Linked DNA regions of Pan troglodytes: region 1 is linked to region 2. The links are chromatin contacts, called in public Hi-C maps. All regions are on one chromosome and are shown on one strand. The core of a region is the stretch at or near the end of the contact, and the rest is flanking DNA. Distances in the headings are between cores, read along the strand shown.

Region 1 (2,922 bases), core at 310-2,809, 130 kb after region 2:
GGGAGATTCCGTCTCAAAAAAAAAAAAAAGGAAAAGAAAGGACATATGGTCATCTTTTTGCCTTAACTCCCAGTTTTGGATAATTTTTTTTTTTTTTGAGACAGTCTCACTCTGTTGCCCAGGCTGGAGTGCAGTGATGTGATCTCGGCTCACTGCAACCTCCGCCTCCTGGGTTCAAGCGATTCTCCTGCCTCAGCCTCCGAAGTAGCTGGGACTATAGGCATGTGTCACCACGCCTGGCTAATTTTTGTATTTTTAGTAGAGACGGGGTTTCGCCATGTTGATCAGGCTGGTCTCGAACTCCTGACCTCAGGTGATCCACCCACCTAAGCCTCCCAAAGTGCTGGGTTTACAGGGGTGAGCCATCGCGCCCAGCCTAATTTTTCTAATAACAGTAAAGTTGTCCCGATATCGTATAGTCAAAAAGAATGAGAGATGTTAATGTGTTCCTCCAAAATTCATTTGTCAGAACCTGATGCTCAGTGTGATAGTATTAAAACGTGGGGCCCTTTGGGAAGTGATTAAGTTTGGGGGCTCCTCAGGAATGGGATCAATGTCCTTATAAAAGAAGCTTCATGGCTGGGTGTGATGGCTCACGCCTGTAATCCCAACACTTTGGGAGGCTGAGGCCAGTGGATTGCCTGAGCCCAGGAGTTTGAGACCAACCTGGGCAACATGGTGAAACTCCATCTCTACTAAAATACAAAAAATTAGGCTGGGTGCGGTGGCTCACGTATGTAATCCCAGCACTTTGGGAAACCGAGGTGGGTGGATCACCTGAGGTCAGGAGTTCGAGACCAGCCTGGCCAACATGGTGAAACCCCGTCTCTACTAAAAATACACATTAGCGGGGCGTTGTGGCAGGCGGTTGTAATCCCAGCTACTCGGGAGGCTGAGGCAGGAGAATCGGTTGAACCTGGGAGGTGGAGGTTGCAGTGAGCCGAGATCGCGCCATTGCACTCCAGCCTGGACAACAAGAGTGAAACTCGGTCTCAAAAAAAAAAAAAAGCCGGAAGTGCTCATGCGCGCCTGTAATCCCAGCTACTCGGGAGGCTGAGGCAGGAGAGTCGCTTGAACCCGGGACACGGAGATTGCGGTGAGCTGAGATCTCGCCACTGGACTCCAGCCTGGGCGACAGAGCGAGACTCTGTCTCAATAAAATAAAATAAATAAAAAATTTTAAAAATGAGGTCTGGGTGATTAAACAGTTATACAGGTGGACAGTGATAAAACCCCTGACTCCAGGGTTAGAGAGACCACCCTGGAACCCATTGGCTGGTTGGAGTCGAGATGTTTGACCTTGGGCCCTCTTCTCCTTTCTCCATCTGTCAGATGGGTATAGGATGACTTTCCGTGGGGAGTGCTTGACAGGAGCTAAGAAACAGGTCAGCTATGGCGCTTACTGCCTGCGGGAGCTGCCGCACTTAGAACCACCAGCTGTTATCCCATTTTTATAGATGAGGGCAGAAGAGAAAACGCAGGTGGTTGGGGCCAGGCTGTCTGATCCGGACGGGGGACTTTTTCCTCGGGGCAGGTGAGCGCGCCTGGAGAGGCCCCTGCCCCCGCGCACGCGTCCTGGCGGTTGCCGGGCAACGCGGCCCGGGCCATGGAGGCGTCCTACGAGTCCGAGTCCGAGTCCGAGTCTGAGGCCGGGCCTGGGACTCAGCGGCCCGGGACCGGGACCGTGAGCGCGGCCGTGCGCGAGCACTTGCGGAAGCTGTGTCTGCGGGAGTTCCCGTGCGGTGCCGGCAGCTGGGTGCGGGCGCCGGGGCCAGAACTCTGGGGGCCTGGACCGGCTGCGGGGAGGCACGGGCCCGGGCGAGCGGAGCGGGCTGGTCCCTGGGGCCTGGGATCTGCGCATGTGGGGGGCCACCGACATGGGGGCGGGTGGGGCTTGAGGGTGACGGTGAGGCCCGAGTCGCGGGCACTGCGCGGGGAGGAGAGCGGGGCCCGTCCTGAGCACATCAGCTGACCTGGGCTGGGGCCTCTCCCTGACTTGAAGACGCCAACACCCCAGATTTCCAGTGGGCAGGCTCCTTTTGGGGTGAAAAGCTTTTGTTTTGGGCAAAGAGTTCCACAACTTTTCCCAGCCTCCGAGCATTTAATAAGAGCCTGAGGCAGTGTGAGAGGTGGCTCAGCCTGAAGCCTGCGACCTTGAGTCCAGGAGAAGGGGTTACCCCCCGTCCCGCCTCCCTGTCTCCAGAGTCCTAGACCCTTCCCTCCCGTGGCTTCAACCACGAGGGGCGCCCAGGTGTGGCCCAGGAAGGCTTACTGCCCAGGCTGGAGCATAGTGACGCGATGTCGACTTACTGCAACCTCCGCCTCCCACCCAAGTAGCGGGGATTACAGGCACCCGCCACCATGCCCGGCTAATTATTGTATTTTTAGTAGAGACAGGATTTCACTATGTTGCCCAGGCTGGTCTCAAACTCCTGACCTCAAGTGATCCACCTGCCTTTTTAAAAGGAATGGCACCTTTTAATTATTTTGTATCTCACCTCATCTGTAGTTATATCCATGGCTAATAATCCATCAAAATTATTGATTATTCACTGTCTAGATTTTTTTTTTTTTTTTTTTTGAGACGGAGTCTCGCTCTGTCACCCAGCCTGGAGTGCAGTGGCGTGATCTCGGCTCACTGCAACCTCCGCCTCCCGGGTTCAAACGATTCTCCTGCCTCAGCCTCCCGAGTAGCTGAGACTACGGTTGCGTGCCACCACGCCCGGCTAATTTTTTGTATTTTTAGTTGAGACGGGGTTTCACCATGTTAGCCAGGATGGCCTCGATCTCTTGACCTCATGATCCGCCTGCCTCAGCCTCCCAAAGTGCTGGGATTACAGGCATGAGCCACCGCACCTGGCCTACTCTCTAGATTTCTAAACTCTATCCCTAATCTTCCAGTTTTATGATCTGTTCTGTTTT
Region 2 (3,282 bases), core at 218-2,717:
GCTGGAGTGCAGTGGCGTGATCTCGGCTCCCAATCCAGGAGGTGGTCCCGGGTTCAAACGATTCTCCTGCCTCAGCCTCCGAGTAACTGGGATTACAGGCATGCACCACCACGCCTGGCTAATTTTTGTATTTTTAGTAGAGACGGGGTTTCACCATGTTGGCCAGGCTGGTCTTGAACTCCTGACTTCAAGTGATCCGCCTGCCTTGGCCTCCCAAAGTGGTGGGATTATAGGTGTGAGCCGCCGCGCCCGGCCAGGGCTCCTAGTCTGAGGAGTAACAGTGTCAACCCTGCTCAGACTCCCTGGGAAGGAGGGTCTTGCTGTCCCGTTCCCCCGCCCTCTGTGTCCCAGCCTGTCCCAGGCCCTGCACTATCTTCTTCTTCTTCCCATCTTGCCTGCTTGCTTTTAAACTTAAGCGTGGGTTATTTTCCCCTTTGTTATTCCTCTGCCTCAGAAACCCCAGCAGGGAAGTCTTGGTCGCACAGGCATTCTCTAGGATTCGTTTCGTGTGTGCTTTTTAACATCAGGGTACCATGGTGTCCGGGCCTCGGGTAGGATTTTTGCTGCCCCTTCACGAGTGTCTGGCTCTGTGCCCAGTAAGCTTTAGGAAAAACCGCTGCCGCCACTGCCTCCTCCCAAGCTGCACCCACCCCCCCGCCCCATCCAGCCTGCACCTTCCTTCTGCTAAAGAAAACTTGGGGTGGAGCAGCAGGAAGACAGGCATGAGAAATCACCCAAATAACTGGGTTCATTCTACTGGCGATTCCTTGATGGAATGGTGTGCGGCCATCTTGTAAGCTGTGATATTTAAAGAACCTTTAAAGACATGAAGAATTCCTCCGAAATACCATATGACCCCCATTTGGGAAGAGGAGAAAATTTGTACGCATGGAGGGAGGGAAAACTGGAAAGACGGGAATTAATCCTCTAAAACATTAGTGGGGTGGTCCCTGGGTGGTGACAGGTGATTTTTAACTTTATTTTTTCTGTACTTTTCTGTTTCCTGCAATGGTCAGTCATTGCTCTAGCAATCGGAAAAATACCCTTATTATTGTTATTATTTTGAGACGGAGTTTCGCTCTGTCACCCAAGCTTTAGTGCAGTGGCGCGATCTCGGCTCACTGCAACCTCCGCCTCCCGGGTTCACGCCATCCTCCTGCCTCAGCCTCCCGAGTAGCTGGGACTACAGGCGCCCGCCGGCACCACGCCCGGCTAATTTTTTGTATTTTTAGTAGAGACGGGGTTTCACCGTGTTAGCCAGGATGGTCTCGATCTCCTGACCTCGTGATCCGCCCGCCTCGGCCTCCCAAAGTGCTGGGATTACAGGCCTGAGCCACCGTGCCCGGCCAAATACCCATATTATTAAGAGAAATGTTTAGAAAAGGTTAGGACGAAGCCACCTTGGCTGCGGGAGAGAGGAATTGACAGCCATGATTGTTGGTGCGCACTGCGGCCGCCAGGGGGTGCTGGGTGCACGCAGCACAGAGACTGCAGCCTCCTCCAGTCGCCTCCCAGGCCCTCAGCAGTTAAGTGTGCAGGAGAGGGTTGCAGACGCCAGGGTCCGTGTGTGACCTGGCTGCTGGAAACAGCGCCACTGAAAAATCAACAGGAGACTCCCCAGCCCTCCAGCCCCCCAGCTCATTGTAGCCTTCAAAGACCACTGGCCCCAAAACTACCCGATTCAAGGTATTTTTAGTATTTGGCCCCACCGGCCCCGCCTCTCACGTGTCTGAAAACAGCTCCTGTCGTCTTGCTTTTCCCTCAGATGCTTCTGATGAGCAGAATTCACAGTCCTCGATGGAACATTCGATGAACAGCTCAGAGAAAGTAGATCGGCAGCCGTCTGGAGACTCGGGTCTGGCCGCAGAGACGTCTGCAATCTCTCAGGTACCTCGCTCGAGGTCTCAGAGGGGCAGCCAGATCGGCCGGGAGCCCATTGGGTTGTCGGGGGTACGTTGAAAGGTGTTTCGTCATTGTGTTTTGTTGTTTTGTCGTTGGACCATTGGAACTGTCATTTGTCCATTGGGCTATGTCCATGAACACAGTCCTGGGCTCTGCCTTGGGCTCTGGGGCCGAGGGATAATGAGACTTGTGGCCTCTGCCCTCAAGGAGCCTCTGGGTCGGAGGAGGATGAAGGGACCTTGAACCCAGCCTCGGCTGCTGCGTTTTGTCTGTTCAGGTTCACACAAGCATTGCCTCATCTCAGTGATCCCCAGATCGGTGAGCTTTAGAGCTGGGAAGACAAGACTTCAGAAACCTAAGTGGTGGGGCCTCCGACGGAGCGGTGCTGCTGGCCCCACTTGCACTGCATGGGCCCCTCTCCAGGGCATCACTCTGTGTTGGAATCTGGTCTGAATGAGTCAGCACAGGTGCAGTGGGGCCCGGTGGTTAGGAGCAAACCTCCCAGAGTCGGGCCGAAGTTTGAATCCCAGCTCCCAAAATGGGATCACGGAACTGTCTTAGGGCCACCGTGAGGATTCGATGGGAGAACTTGGGGAGCAGACACAAGATGCAGAGGTGTCATTGGCCATGACCACTATTAGGATTTTTCACTGTAAATCCTCTAGACTTTTTTTCCTTCGAGACAGAGTCTCACTTTGTCACCCAGGCTGGAGTGCAGTGGCATGATCCCGGCTCAATCCAACCTCCACCTCCTGGATTCAAGCAATTCTCCTGCCTCAGCCTCCCAAGTAGGTGGGATTACAGGTGCCTACCACTCTGCCCGGCTGATTTTTGTATTTTTAGTAGAGATGGGTTTCACCATGTTGGCCAGGCTGGTCTCAAATTCCTGACCTCAAATGATCCACTCCCTCAGCCTCTCAACGTGCTGGGATTACAGGCGTGAGCCACTGCGCCTGGCAACTTCAAAATCTTTAAACCCTTTGATTGGCAGGTCCCTTTCCAGAAACTCACCCCGTGGAACCCCCTCCACATGCCCTAGCTCTAAGGGACTGCTTAGGGAAATCTGGGGTCTTGTCTGAGACAGACTAGGGCACAGCCGTCTAGAAGAGCATGGTTGTGCCTTCCAGGTTCTGATAAACATTCTTGCGGCGTGCAGTGAGAAAAGCAAGCTGCAGATCCGCAGGCGTAGCATGAGCCCATCTGGTTAAAAACAGTAGAAACCAAAGCCTGGTGATTTATATTAAGACCAAAGTTGTCGGCTGGGATCTCCGGGCCTCTTAATCTCAGAGAAGAAAAGCTCAGCTTGAAACTTTGATCCATACCCTGAGAGTATCCAATGCTCCCCCGCAGTACCTGGAAATGCCAGGAGTCCCCCATTCT

Evidence for each region. Hi-C and Micro-C count contacts between places; a contact is called where the count stands out from the background.
Region 1: a Hi-C map of stem cell-derived neural progenitor cells shows a contact between it and region 2, with 5 times the contacts expected there. The contact joins the promoter of LRRC43 here to the enhancer-like site in region 2. A contact is called at or near these places in 3 of 7 Hi-C or Micro-C datasets (blood, induced pluripotent stem cells and stem cell-derived neural progenitor cells).

The regions. Positions count from the first base shown.
Region 1 is chr10:129,017,070-129,019,991 of NHGRI_mPanTro3-v2.0_pri, forward strand. LRRC43 (leucine rich repeat containing 43) reads left to right here and starts at 1,560. Exons shown (of 12, transcript XR_010148167.1): 1 at 1,560-1,756.
Region 2 is chr10:128,889,049-128,892,330 of NHGRI_mPanTro3-v2.0_pri, forward strand. It overlaps BCL7A (BAF chromatin remodeling complex subunit BCL7A), which reads left to right. Exons shown (of 6, transcript XM_016924434.4): 5 at 1,766-1,887. Among named protein-coding and RNA genes, the nearest start is that of MLXIP, 24 kb to the right of the region's middle. Within about 2 kb of position 1,468, at least 5 of the 24 cell types and tissues checked have an H3K27ac peak or open chromatin away from gene starts, as enhancers often do. A contact at or near this core is called in stem cell-derived neural progenitor cells, where this site is marked.